Regions from separate parts of the Sus scrofa genome. Here regions 1, 2 and 3 are each linked to region 4. A link is a contact called in public Hi-C and HiChIP or PLAC-seq data. All regions are on one chromosome and are shown on one strand. Each heading gives the region's core, a stretch centred on a gene start, on an enhancer-like site or on the middle of the called end of the contact. The rest is flanking DNA. Distances are from core to core; before and after follow the strand shown. Region 1 overlaps LOC106504536. Region 2 has its middle 200 kb from the start of FOXN3. Region 3 overlaps FOXN3 (forkhead box N3). Region 4 overlaps FOXN3 (forkhead box N3).

The links. A called contact is a pair of places that touch in the nucleus more often than the background predicts. HiChIP or PLAC-seq counts read pairs in DNA pulled down with a chosen protein or histone mark.
Region 1: a Hi-C map of skeletal muscle shows a contact between it and region 4, with 4 times the contacts expected there. The contact joins two enhancer-like sites. A contact is called at or near these places in 10 of 47 Hi-C or Micro-C datasets (brain, embryonic fibroblasts, fetal heart ventricle and 5 more) and 1 of 2 datasets of contacts at active chromatin or transcription factors (skeletal muscle).
Region 2: a contact with region 4 is called in a Hi-C map of embryonic fibroblasts, with 2.2 times the contacts expected there. The contact joins two enhancer-like sites. A contact is called at or near these places in 7 of 47 Hi-C or Micro-C datasets (alveolar macrophages, embryonic fibroblasts, heart right ventricle and 3 more) and 2 of 2 datasets of contacts at active chromatin or transcription factors (alveolar macrophages and skeletal muscle).
Region 3: a contact with region 4 is called in an H3K27ac HiChIP or PLAC-seq map of skeletal muscle, with 2.4 times the contacts expected there. The contact joins two enhancer-like sites. A contact is called at or near these places in 4 of 47 Hi-C or Micro-C datasets (embryonic fibroblasts, fetal heart ventricle, heart right ventricle and 1 more) and 2 of 2 datasets of contacts at active chromatin or transcription factors (alveolar macrophages and skeletal muscle).

Annotation. Positions count from the first base shown.
Region 1 is chr7:111,431,583-111,435,135 of Sscrofa11.1, reverse strand. All of the region lies in intron 1 of LOC106504536, which reads left to right. It also overlaps a transcript of FOXN3 not described here. Among named protein-coding and RNA genes, the nearest start is that of FOXN3, 92 kb to the right of the region's middle. Within about 2 kb of position 1,470, at least 8 of the 83 cell types and tissues checked have an H3K27ac peak or open chromatin away from gene starts, as enhancers often do. A contact at or near this core is called in fetal skeletal muscle, skeletal muscle and subcutaneous adipose tissue, where this site is marked.
Region 2 is chr7:111,535,223-111,538,420 of Sscrofa11.1, reverse strand. No RefSeq gene overlaps it. Among named protein-coding and RNA genes, the nearest start is that of FOXN3, 200 kb to the right of the region's middle. Within about 2 kb of position 1,865, at least 76 of the 83 cell types and tissues checked have an H3K27ac peak or open chromatin away from gene starts, as enhancers often do. A contact at or near this core is called in mesenteric adipose tissue, skeletal muscle and subcutaneous adipose tissue, where this site is marked.
Region 3 is chr7:111,159,432-111,162,516 of Sscrofa11.1, reverse strand. The region is part of intron 4 of FOXN3 (forkhead box N3); the gene reads left to right. Among named protein-coding and RNA genes, the nearest start is that of FOXN3, 180 kb to the left of the region's middle. Within about 2 kb of position 1,721, at least 8 of the 83 cell types and tissues checked have an H3K27ac peak or open chromatin away from gene starts, as enhancers often do. A contact at or near this core is called in skeletal muscle, where this site is marked.
Region 4 is chr7:111,287,756-111,291,334 of Sscrofa11.1, reverse strand. All of the region lies in intron 1 of FOXN3 (forkhead box N3), which reads left to right. Among named protein-coding and RNA genes, the nearest start is that of FOXN3, 52 kb to the left of the region's middle. Within about 2 kb of position 2,059, at least 33 of the 83 cell types and tissues checked have an H3K27ac peak or open chromatin away from gene starts, as enhancers often do. A contact at or near this core is called in fetal skeletal muscle, mesenteric adipose tissue, skeletal muscle and 1 more, where this site is marked.

The sequences.
Region 1 (3,553 bases), core at 221-2,720, 140 kb before region 4:
ACGTTTATTTTCTGTTGCTATTGGTCTTAGTAAATGAGAATGACATATGGACCTGAGTTAAATTGTTGGAATCATAATTTGTTTTGTTTTCAAAGAGTAGTTTTCTCTCTCGACTGCACTGTACTGTGGATGGGAAAATACACTGACATCTTAGTAACTCTAATCTATTATCCACCTGTTCAGATGCAAACACAATGCATGTGGCAAATTACTTTATATGCTGATAAAGCCTGTGTTTTGGAAAAATGTTGGGCTGTTTATGTACTAAAAGATTGTTTCGAATCAAGCCATCTAAACTGTGCAGATGAAGAAAAGGAAGTGTATTCTGAATAGCATCATCAAAATTCCAGGAAGGGTCAGGCTGCAAAATACAAGATGTGGTGAGTCTGTAATTAGGTATCAACCACATTTTATTTGATTGCGCAGCTCCTTGGGCTGAGCTCTGGCATTGGTCAGAGAATAGCTCTCCAGTCCAGAGGAGTTCATTTTAGAAGATGACCCAGGTGAATAGTCTAGCTCCCCCAAAAGCCAAGACAGAGCTAACCCTTCATTTATTATGTGTTTCCTTCATGGAGCAGGGCATAGAATTTCTGGCAGATGAGAGCAGAGCATTTCTAATAAAAGAGATGTCGTTGGGGGGGCAGGGTACTATCTTTGGAAATTATGTTCACTTTCTTCTCAAATCTAAGGCTTCTCTCTTAACTCTATAGAAAAAAACTTTTTTGGCAAAGTTTCCAAAACTACACTTTTGGAGGTACCAAGTCTAGGCCAAGGACATTAATGAGATATAGAGCTCATGAACTAGCAGGCTGGGTGGAATAGTTAACTCTGTCTCCTGATATAATGAGCTACTGTGTGGTCTCTCCCTACACTGAGCAAGGGTTCATTTGTATCCTTAATACCAAATATTCACTCACTACAAAGAAAAGGGAGAAGATCTCCATATTTGTAATAAGACCAATGTGAATATTAAAGTAATTTACATTTTTTAAGCAAAGTGCTCCATGCATTTTTACTGCAGTTACCACATATCCTGATTTGTTTGTGGTAGTTTGGGTTTATGTGCACTGTCCCAGTGTAATCACTAGTACTGCCTCCTTTTATTTTCAAAAGCATCTTGATGTGTATGATAAATTATGGTCACCTTACTTAACAATGGTAGTCAATATGTCTGGCAATAGTAGGTCAAGTTTGTTTTGACCAACTTTTCTGCTGAGAAAAGCTGCTTAAAATTAAAAAGGAAAAACTACAACAACAGCAACTCAGTTTGGAAGCACTGGAGAGCCATCAAGGCAATAAGGAATTGCAGAGATAAGATTTGGGGGGAGGAAACTCCCCTCACCTAAGAGGTGAGCCCAGCATTTGGATCTTCTTCTTGAGACAGTCATCAATTCCAAAAGTAGTGGCTAAGAGACTAGACACTTAGCAGAGCTTTCAACAAACTCCTGGGGTTTGGGGAATGGTAATTGTAGTCAAGTCCTGCCAAGGAGCAGAAACCCTAGTAAACAACCTCAGCTTTCATTTGGAACCCTGAGTCAAGATGAACCAGAAATAGAAAAACTCTCACAGGGACTGAAGCCAAAAATAAAATATTTTCAGATTAGTGTCACTAACTTAGATGCCTGCCAGAAGCAAAAGCAAAAATCCTCTCTGGAGGAAGATACATCTTCTGGAGCCTCATGTTCACTAGAGTTTTTCATGGACTATATCTGCCACCCAATGAAAAATAACTAGATATATGAGAAATCAAGACATAATAAAAAACCAAGACAAAAATTTGACAAATAAGAGAGAGATACCTACAAGGGATCCAAATAGTGAATTAATTATATATGGTCGCTCAAATAACTGTAACTGATATAGTCAAAGAATTAAAAGAGAAGCTTTAAAAATTTTCCAGAGAACTGAAAATTACAAATAAGAACCTAGAACTGAAAAACATAGTTACTGAAATCTAAATAGATGAAATTTTGCGGGTAGTGAAAAATCCCTGTAAGATTGGATATTGGTGATGGTGATGGTTTTTATAACTGAATTGATACTAAAATCATTGAATATACACTTATAGTAGGTGAATATTATGGTATATAAATTGTGCTTTAATAAAGCTGTCAAAAAATGGATGCATTCAGTGGCGTAGGTATTGTTGAAGAGAAAGTTAGTGAACTAGAATATAAGGCAGAAGAAAATACCCAAATGAAGCACAGAGAGGCAAGATGATAGACAGTAAACACAGAAATTTGAATGGAATGGTACAGGGGATATAGACGAAAGACCTAATGTACAAGTATCAGGAGTTTTGGTAGGTGGGGAGAGAGAAAAGGGAACAGAAGAAATAATTGAGAAGCAAATGGCTGAGGATTCTCCAAAACTAACTAACAAATGACACAAAGTCACAGAATCGAGAAGCCCTAGGACATTAAGCTGGATGAGTGAAAAGAAACTTCGCCTTGGAACAACAGGGTAAGATTTCTGAAAATAAAAAGGAGAAAAGCTGAAAAGCAGCCAGGGCTGGAGGGATGGGTAACTCTTGTCTTCAAAAGAGCAACAGTAAGATTGACAACTGACCCTTCCACTGAAACAATAGAAGTAAAAAGCAAATAGATAGTATTTCAAGTGGCTGAACTGTTGACTCTGAATTCCATGTCTACCTAATAGGTTCATCAGAAATAAAGATACTAAAATAAATAAATAAATGCAGAAATAAAGATACTAAAAGTATCTTTTAAAAAATTATTATGAGCAAAAAGACCCTTGAATAGGTGAGACAAATAAAAACTAGTGGGTTTAGGCCCAAATATATCAGCAATTATATTAAATATAAACAGAGTAAATATTCTTATTAAACGCTAAAGATTATTAGCCTGGATTTTTTGAAAACGTCTGTACTGCTTTAAAGAGACATACATTATTTTAAAAGTACAAAAGGATCAAACATGAGGATGTAAAAACATATACCATGAAAACACCAAAAGATCTTATAACTATATTAATGTCAGATAAAGTAGACCCTCTAACAGGCAAGGAGTGTTGCTAGAGATGAAAGTGATATTTCATAATAAAAAAGATTCATTTCACCAGGAAAATATACTATTTCCAAATTTGTCAGCCCTTTAAAATTACCCCCCCCCACACACACACATTTGAGAGACCTACAGGGAGGAAATAGAGATATTGATATAGTTAGAAATTTTAACATATCTCTCCAAATAACTGAGACAATGAGCAGATCATAAAAATCAGTTATAACATAGACAGTTTAAACAAAGTTAATTAACACACCTGATCTAATTATAAAACAGTACACTCAACAAATATAAAATACACATTTCTTTCAAGGGCACAGAAACTATTTGCCAACATGGCCTGTATTCTGAGTCATTAAGCAACTCAGCACATTTCAAAGGATTGAAATCATACAGAGTGTATTTTCAGATAACAGTGGCATTAAGCTAAAATTCGACAATGAAAAAGATAACTGAAAAAATTCCCATATGCTTAGAAATTAAGCAATGATAGGTCAAAGAAGAAATGGCTATGAAAATTAGGTAAA
Region 2 (3,198 bases), core at 616-3,115, 250 kb before region 4:
CCTCTTATTTTGGACTCTCTGTGGGCAGAGAAATCTATGATCATGCTGGCAGAGGCAACTGACCCTGATCATCACGGGAAGGCAGGGCTGCTGTTACATAACCAGGGGAGGAATACGTATGGCACTCAGCTGATCTGCCAGAGTGTCTCTTGCTACTTCCAAGCCCAGTTTTAACTCAAAATAGGCAGTGACAGCAACCACTTCCTAAAAGAGACCTGGCAGCAAGGAGCTCAGCCCCCTAAGTGTGAAAATTGCGGCCCCTCCAGGCAACCCCCCTAGACTAGCAAAAGGGCTAGTGGAGGATGAGGGGAATACAGAATAGATGGTAAAGAAGAGAGATGACGATTTTTAGTTATAACCTTGGGACCAGCTGCAGGGGCAAGAGCTATAGTTTGTCCCACTAGATTTGTGACCAGTTAGAATCTTGAATAAGCTGGGACAAGATGGAAACTTAACCAGGGAACATGTGAATCTGAATGCTGCAAGGGGTGGACTGTAGTGTATGCTTTTGGTACTTTGCCCAAACCCTCTCAGACCCCCTTTACTTGTTCACCGTCCCCATCCTCTAGCTTCCGGGTGCTTCTCTCCTAATGGCTCACACCTCCAGCCTTCAAAGAACTACCCTTAATCTATTAGAGTCCCTTCACCTAGACTCACCCTGGAAGTGTTGGGTGTTCAGGAAGGCCCATCGCCAGGGGCTGGTAAGAGCAGGGGTGTAAAAACCCAGCTCCCTTGCTTCAGGGCCGAGCAACTCTCTGTGTAATTTGTGCCCCACAGCTGCCTCTGGATCAAGCTGAGGCTGGAACTTGACCTTACATTCCTGCCTTGCTTGCCTTATCCTCCTGCCCTATTCTGCTTCCCTTATTTGTGTCTTCTGGAAGCTTGTCCTTAATAAATTACTTGCACAATCAAGAATCAAGACAAAACAAGACAGTTTCCTAATAGCAAATAAACTCTCTGTGCACAGGCCCTGTTTGGGGGGGGGAAATCTTTTAATCTCCCACAATACGTAGCCCACCATGGGATACACACAACAAGTTGATCTGGATTTTGGCAAATTCTTTGGTTTAGATTCTCTTCCTTTAGTAAGAATCTGAGAACCCTAAGTTGCAACTCCCTTGCTACATTACAGACTGGGACATCTGTAAATTATCGATGATAAATCAGTGTAAACTCTATGTGCCAGGTTTTCTGGACAACCTCGATTTCAGCTTCTCCATCTCCTTGTCAGACCATTTCCAGACAGCGTGTCCCAGTTGGTGTGTTGGTTGGATGGCAAAGGACGGGACGATGTGCTAGCCAAGAGGCAGCTGACGGAGGACACTTAACTATTTAAAAAAAAAGCAGGGACCTTGAAGTTAAGCAAGACTGGACATCAAATTCTGGCTCCACGCCAACCGGTTCTCCGACCGTAGCCACATTTTATTCATGTTCAAATGAAGGTACTAGCTCCTGCTTCACAGCACAGAAAATGAGTTCATGTATGCCAAGTGCTTAACATTGCTCCTCGACCTAGTAAAGCTCAAAAAAGGGTTCCTTTCAGAAGGCGGATAAAGGTCCTCAGCGGAGTTTGGGGACGTCACTGTCCTTACACAGCCAGTCCCGGGAGAGGCAATGCCGAAGTGTTTCCGTTCATTTCTCCTCTGCGGGCACAGGACACAAGCCAAATGAAGAGAGGACGTCTTCCCGGCCGGAAGGGTCGACCTCAAAGGAGGACGGCCCGGGCCCTGGGCCACCATGTAGCTCCTCGCCCGCCGCTCCGACCCTCCCCCACTTCCCTCCGGGCTGGGCTGAAGTAGGTGAAGGGTGGAAGCCTAGAGACTGCGCCGCGGAGGCGGAAGGCCGCCGCCGGTTTCCTAGCAACGGCCGCCCCGCCCCATCCCACCCTGCGTGGCGCGGCGGCGCCGGGAAGCGGGGGGCGGGCCGCCGTTGCTATGGTAGCGCGTCCGCCCCGCCGGACGCCGGCGGAACCTGCAGGAAGCTAGGGCTCTGGGCCCCGCGTGAGCTGCGGGGCGACCTTCCCCCACCCCACCGCCAGCTCCAGCTTCGGTCCGGCGGGGACCTGCGCCATCTGTAAGCGTGGCCGCCGGGCTGCAAGGCCGCTTGGTCCCCACTCGCTTCCCAGCCGCCTGGGCCAGCTAACGGCCTGGCTGTCTCGTGAGGACAGAGTTGGTCATCCGGGCCAGGTCTAGGCTGAATTAACTGTTTTGGAATTTCATTGGACCTTTTTTCCTCTACCGTTGCAAGAGACACGTACATGTGTGTACACACACACACACACACACACCCAGGGTCCCGTTCTTTTCTATCAAGTGTTTCACCTGAAGGATCTTTAATCTTGGAAAGAGAATATGCAGAAAACAGAGCGGCTTCCAAAATTAGCCTTTTAAAACGACACTACAAATAAGTATCATATTTCATGAGGCCCATTTTTAAACTGAAAATGCCCATGGCTGGAAGGGTATTCTGGATTCTGGACTTGAATTTGCATTCTTCTGAATTCCTCTCTGCAATGATCTGCGTTTGGGCAATTCAGTTGTGGGGTATTAAATTTAAACGTATTCGCCTCTAGCTAGTGTTGTGTGTTCTGATTGCTCTGTTAAAGGACCCACTCACAGAAACAAAGCCACATGCTTCTCAGTCATCCTCCGGCTCGGCTAGAGAGTATTTTTAAAAGGGGCGGAGTCAGCCACGTGTTTGTGAGTTTAATCAAATTGACAAGGGCTCTGAGCGAGAAAAGCTTGCTATCTAATGGCAAGACAGCGTTAGGTACATAGAGATGTGTTCTTTTTGGACTTATTTGAATTAGAGCTTTTCAAACAGAATCTTCTCTTGCATATATTTTTCTCGATATGCTGCAACTGGAAAATTTAAATCAAAAATCCTATTTCGTATATTCATTTTTATGGTAAATGTGTCTAGGCTGAGATTACGCATTTTCCTGATCAACGAGGAAATGCGCCGCAATCACTGTGAATTGAGCACCTTGCTGATTGAGCAACACTTGAACCTGGAGGCAAGAACGATCATAATCTCAGAATGAGAATCCTCCACAGTATATTTCACAAGCGTATTCACAGCTAACCTTTTTCTACCCTAAAGGATCATTCACTTGGAACTTTTTTATTTTGCATTTTGCCGGAATGCTTCATCTCTTAGAAAGCCACTTTCACATACTTTTTCACTTGGAAATGTAAT
Region 3 (3,085 bases), core at 472-2,971, 130 kb after region 4:
TAACCAACCCAACTAATATCCTTGAGGATGTGGGTTCAATCTCTGGCCTGGCTTAGTGGGTTAAGGAACCGGTATTGCCATGAGCTGAGGTGTCGGTTGCAGATGCGGCTCTGATCCGGTGTTGCTGTGGCTGTGGTGTAGGCTGGCAGCTACAGGTCCAATTTGACCCCTAGCCAGGGAACTTCCATATGCCACAGGTGTGGCCCTAAAAAGATGGGGAGGGGGGGAATCTATTCTGTTCCACCTTCAAAAACCAATTATGATGAGCCTTTGGGTTTTTTCCAAGCAGATTTCAAAGTTATGTGAATCTTTATTTTTCCTCTAGATCTATAGCAATGATATGAACGTCATTCATGGTTAGATTATTTTCGCAAAAGAAGTTTTATTTACTTAGAACATTTTCTCATGGGATTTTTATTCATTAAGTTACACATCAGGGAAGATGTGCTCTAAGCATGTTTGTTAGCCTTTGGTTATTTCTGTGGGGCAGAAGCATGAGGGAAAAATGGATTCGTTTTCTGAAGTTGAGTGATTTCACCGTGAGATTCTATTTCATGGCTGCTAGACTTTTTTTCCTTTCTTTTCTTCATAGGGTTAAATATTCTCCTAATTACTCTAGGCATTGAGAATTACATTATTAGAGCTTTCTGATACTTGTTGAATCCACAGCGGTTCCTGACAGCCTGTTTCCTTTTTTGGTACACGTGACAATCAGAAGGATCTTGGGGAAAATTCAGGAAGGTGGGTGGGGATTTCTTGATGGTTTTTTTCCTGTGATGTTTCTACCCTTCCTCTATCTGTATAGAGAGGTCTCGAGACATTTGTGATAAGGTTTTTTAAACTCTGTGCATGTTCTTCCAAATTAATATTATTATGCTGCTTTATCGGGTGGTACTAACTCATCAAGAAGTTGCTGATGCCCACAAACAAAAGTTTTACAGTGAAGATCTGGGGGTAGAAAGAAGGGAGCTGCTCAGTCATGCCGGTGGAAGATGTAGGTTAGAATCAAGTAGAAGAAAATGAACTTGATGGATGTTCACTGTCTCATCTTTGTATTTTCCATATACGGACATATTCCTTCTTTATCTCTCTAACAAGCAGGAGGATGTTTTTCTAGATCATCAGACTAGGAAAGAACTCTGTTAATAGGCTCTAGGAGTTCCCGTCATGGCCCAGTGGTGAACGAAGCGGACTAGGATCTGTGAGGACGTGGGTTGCATCCCTGGCCTCACTCAGTGGGTTAAGGATCCGGCATTGCTGTGAGCTGTGGTGTAGGTCACAGACATGGCTTAGATCTGGTGTTACTCTGGCTGTGGTGTAGACTGGCAGCTGCAGCTCCGATTAGACCCCTAGCCTGGGAACCTCCGTATGCCATGGTTGCGGGCCTAAAGAGACAAAAGACAGAGAAAAAAAAAAATAGCCTCTAGCCCCAGGGATTGGGATTGAAGGTCAGCAGGACTCCCTAAAGAACGCTGTTCTGAAAAGGTGACGCTTGGTGACACAGGGTAACCCAGAGACACAGCCACTTGCTAGCAAAGCCCAGCCTGGCTGCGGGCCCCAGTCACCAACAGAACTGGTTAAACTGGGCTGCACAGGGGCCAAGGAGCACCTGCTCTGTGGAGTCGCCTTAGGGGCTGAGACTAAAAGAATCCAGAAGCAGCAAAATAAGCTGATGCACTGTGTTGCTTAGAGACAGCTTTGTTTTTGTCAGGAGGGAGGGAGCGTGGGGCTGTCACGTCTTGGGAGAACTGACACCTGTCCAAGACCTTGAAAAACTGATAGAGGGTAGGATGTGTGGAAAGAGAAAAAGCCAGAAGGGGAAACTGCCAGAGTACATTGGGCACGAGAGGCCCACAGGTCAAGAGACGCGGTGGTGGAGACTCCGTGGGTGGGTGCGGGAAATGAGGGCACTTTGGGATAATGACATCATGTGCTCCGAGCACCGTGATTCCTAAAGAGGAAGTAATGGGAGTTCAAACCTGAAATCAGTGGAACAAAATGACCCGATGGTTACATTCGGAAACCAGTGAGTATCCTCTAATAGTTGTTTGGTTTATGCGCTGTTGAGCAGAAACGCAGTCCAGGTATTTTTTTCCCCCCCACGTAAAACCAATTGCAGGAATTAACTGGAAGCACGCGGGGTCCTATCGAGGGCAGCCTCTGTGTTTTGGTTCTTGCAGAATCCCTGGTGCGAGGACCTGCTGAATCATCCCGCAGTTTTGAGGATAATGGGGTAAGATGCGGTTTGGATTACACCAGGCCTGGGTACTTAACATAATTGGTCATTTCATCCATTCACAGTATTTATTTTAAATGCCATTTAGGCTGCTAGAGACAGTTTGGGTACGTTAGCAGTTTCAGGGGGCACTTCAGTTCTTGTGCGGTGGAAGCCTCGCTGAGCGCCTGAACGGGACAGATCCTTTGTTTAAAGGGGACTCAGGATGGCGCCAGACTGATGAGTGAGTGGGCCTCATTCAGAGCCCTCAGGAGTGGCCTGCTGACAGGTGTCCCCTACTGTCCCCTCTGCCTGTCTCTGTGTGTCTCTGTTCAGGACTCTGTGTATGCAGTACATGTTTTCATTTCATAATATCTCTGATTTTCTTAATTAGAAGAGTATGTTGTATTTTTTCCCTATTCCAAACTCCCTGGCCCCCAACTCACCCCTAGGCCCTCCCCCTCCCCCACATATTCCTTTCACCCATCCGACTTAAAATTGGGTTACTTTATTTAAACATCACCTTCGGGTGAATTATTTTAATGAGTCAGTGATTTCTAAGGAAAGACACTCCTCACCCCTGGTCTGACCCTTTGTCTGCTCCCTGGAGGGTTCACCCCACAGCTACAGAGGGCATCGCTGCTCTGGTTCGAGACATGCCTTCTACTAAGAGTTGCTGTGAGCTTCCGCCCATCCGATCCTCCACATCCATGCCCCTCTTTGGCCTTCATGGGCTCTATAGGCCCCAGAGCTCCCCATGGAGTTTTGTTCAGAGGACGCTGCTGCCTTTATAGCTCTGAGCTGGCTGACCGCTCGGGCCCACCCACACTGCTCACCTGCAGGCATTTCTCTATTATCCGTCTCTGTGCG
Region 4 (3,579 bases), core at 810-3,309:
CTTTAAAAAAAAAAAAAAAAAAAGCTCTGCATTTCAGACAACAGAAATGGCTGGACAAGTCTTTAGTTCATGTGCAAGAAACTGAAAACGACGTGAAAGATTTTCCTTAAATGGAGACAGCGCTTGGCCCTGTCTCAGGCTGAAGTTAAAGCCAGGGTCTGAATTTGCCTCCCATGCATTACTTCTCACATGTCATGCGGGTTTCCTGGGCCTAGGACCTGGCGATCGTTCATTTTTTTCCTGTAATCTCGAGGTGTGTACAGGGCACAGCTCAGCCTCAGACCTTTCTGCTTTCAGTTTTGGTTAGTCAGAACCTCCATCTGGCGGTACTGGAGTGTGAGTGTTTTCTGTGGCTTTTCTGCGGCTCCTTTTCAAAGTATTCAAAGCAGTTTAAAAATACATAATGTTCGGCGATCTGACCAAGAACTAATGTAAGTACTTATTTGGGGACTCTTTCAAAAAAAAATCTATTAGATAGATTTGAAACTCTTTAACTCTTACAACATCTTGGAAATAGATACTAAGATGAAAAACAACAACAACAAAAAACGGTTCGAAAAACATAGGACTAGTTCTCCACAGTCATCCTGCTTTTAGTGGTGACAGTAATTGCAAATAGCACAGTTTGTGAAAACAGAAGAGCTGAAATTCTTTATTTAATATTAAACAGGAAACTGAAAGCAGTCTGCAGCAATGTGGTGGGTTTCCAGCAAACCTGCTGCTGGGTTTATCTGTGCTGAAAAGCCTAAATGAGACGTTTCCCCTTTTATTCTGTTAAGATGGTGAGTGTTCATGAAAATCTCAACCCAAACACAGCCATTGGAAGCAGAGTCTGTCTTCTAAGGTTTTCAAGCAACCCGTTTCCACTAGAACCTAAGGAAATTTGGAAGCAAATTGCAAACCTCTCCAAGGGTGGAAAATGCACTTTTGTTTCGCCTTTGTGCAGGGCTGTCACTCACCCAACATGTGCATATGAATATTCTTTCCGAAGACCTGGGCTTCATTTTAAGGTCAGCCTTCAATTTTGAGAGAATATAATTTGTTGCTATTTTTAGAGCATCATGATTGCTCGTAATAACTAATGGAAAAAACTCAACAGAGAAATAAATGTGTAACAGCTGTGTCTGCTTAAACTTGATTAAAGGCAGTAAAAAAAAGTAAACAGAAGAATGAATGTGACAATAGACGGAGGGAGAGGCCAGTATCCCACATTGTGAAAAGTTTTACAGACATAACTCCCTCTCCTTTGGAGGCCGGCAGAGTCTGTGTTGAAAGTTTACTTTACTGTTTGTCTTGAGTGGGATCCGTGTTGTAGTGAATAATTTATAGGCAGCATGAATGAGCTCATTAGTCACCTTTTCAGACTTTAAATGAGTTTTGTGGTTGTCATTACTCGAGCCTTATGTTCAGCCGCCGAGCAAAATGACAGTTTGGCAGTTGGCTGCCTTGTTGTGGGGCGGCCTGCTTCCCCCCTTCAGGTCTGCGTCGCTTCGGGGTCTCATTGAAACCTTCCCCTTCTATCCCTGGGCCAGCCCAGGGACTCTCACGTTTCAGATGCCTTTTGCACCCCAAGTTTAAATGAGTTTTTTGGGGCATTAAAAAAAAAAAAAAAAAGAAAGAAATCCTTCTGTTGCTTCTGCCAGACAGAGGGAAGGGGATGGAGTGAGCTTCCCCCCACCCCCCAGCAGCTGCTGTGCATTAGGCCTTTTGTGCTTGGTTTGATACTCAAGTTCTTCAATAGCGGTAAAGCTAAGGAGTCCCTGTTGAGTGGCCCAGCCAGGCTTTCACATGGTGGCGGGCGTTTCAGGCAAGGGGATGTCACTGGAGTTTGGAAGGAGAAGGCTGTGCTGGAGTAGGTTTTCATTGTCACAGTCCCGAACACCCATGGGGTGTGGGTGTGTGTGGATGCAGAAAAGTATTCCAGCCAATCTGCCTGGCCGGAGTCCCGAGGCCAAAGGGAACCACGTTTTTCCTCCAGAGAGGTCAAGATGGTGTTTCCGGAGCCCAGCCAACTGGAGGGTCCACGTCATTGGGAAGGGCCATTGCTTCTTCCCCATCTCCACGTCTTCCCAGCCCAGATCGTTCAGAGACAGCAAATGGTTGCAGCTGCCTCCTCACCGAGCCCTTGGAGGCTTGCCTGGGAGGCTGGTATGTGGGGAAGATGAGCCTGGCCATGCCGGTAGCAGGTGGGATTTCTTTGGAACGGATGTCACGTCCCTTTGAACCTGGCCCGGGCAGCCTCCCGAGAGCACTGACGTCCACTCTCTGGGACTGGTCTCCATCCGGAAGTCAGGACTCTGTGGCATGTCCACCTTGGCCCTCGGGTAGCCTCTGCTGGCACTCCCGGTGCATGGACGCTTGCCCGGGGAGTCTCAGCCAACTGCCTGGACCACCCCGTGCTGAGGTCTCTCTGACATTAGCGATGAGCAACAGGCACTCATGGCTGCTGTCACCAACGTGGGCAGCACCCCCTTCTGGGATCCATATTGTTAGACAGCTGGCCCAGCACCGTGTGAGGCGTGGAAGAGAGATGCTTGATATTCCTCTCCAGAAGAAATGCCAACTTAAAAAGGACGCCTGGTTGTTTAGGGGCCAAATCTTTGGAGCCAGTCAGAGTCCCATGTCTTTGAGTACAGAGATGTGAGGTGCCGTTAGGGGCACCCACAGAAAGACAGCCATCCATTTGGCCACTTCCTGCCCAGCCCCCACCCCTTAAGAGGTGGAACCACTCACATGCACTCATGGCTCCTGGTTTATGGGCGCATTTTGCTTGCCTCTGAATCACAGGGTTAAAGGCACAAGCGATGCTATTTTGGGAAGGAGGAGGGGTTTCAAAACAGACCGTGCTGGTGAACTGCACTACCCCAGTAAAAGAGAGTTCACGTTTGGCTGTCATAGTACATGGATTACGTTGCTCATCTTCATAACTGAATTTTGTACAGCAGGGAAGTGTGTTGGTAATAGTTTTATTCAATGTAATGTTTACCAGAGAGTTCACCAAAGTTGGAGCTTTTATTTGGTTTTGAAAAGACCATCTGAAAGAGAAGAATTGACTGTTTTCTTTCACATCTCTCTGAAGAAAGTAAGAAGAGAGAAGTTATTTCTTGGCACCGTGAAGACTCTGGCAGACATAGTCCCTGAAACCCATGAGACTGTGGGACTTGGTGTACTTGCTGAAGGGAGGAAAAGAGTAAATGCGCTTGAAAACTTCAGAGGACGAAAAAGTTGATGATGCTACTTTTCTTTCCCAAATCTGGTTACTAGTTTGAGAGAAGGATAAAAAAAGAGCATTTTTTTTTTTTTTCTGTTAAAGTGATTGATGTTTTTGGTTACCACTAATTCCACATGCTATAAGCAGAAGTATAAGACAGGGTCTTTGCCTCTCAAGGCATTTACAGTTTGTTTGACACTCAGTAGCTAGCTGATTTATTTTTTTATTACAAGGGTATATCATACCATATTGATTATGACATGGAAGCTGAACTTTATTTTTTTGCAAGTAGTCCCTTTTCAGTTTTTTCTTTTTATTTGTATGCTTTCTTTTTCTTTTTTGCTTTTTAGAGCTGCATCCACGGCATA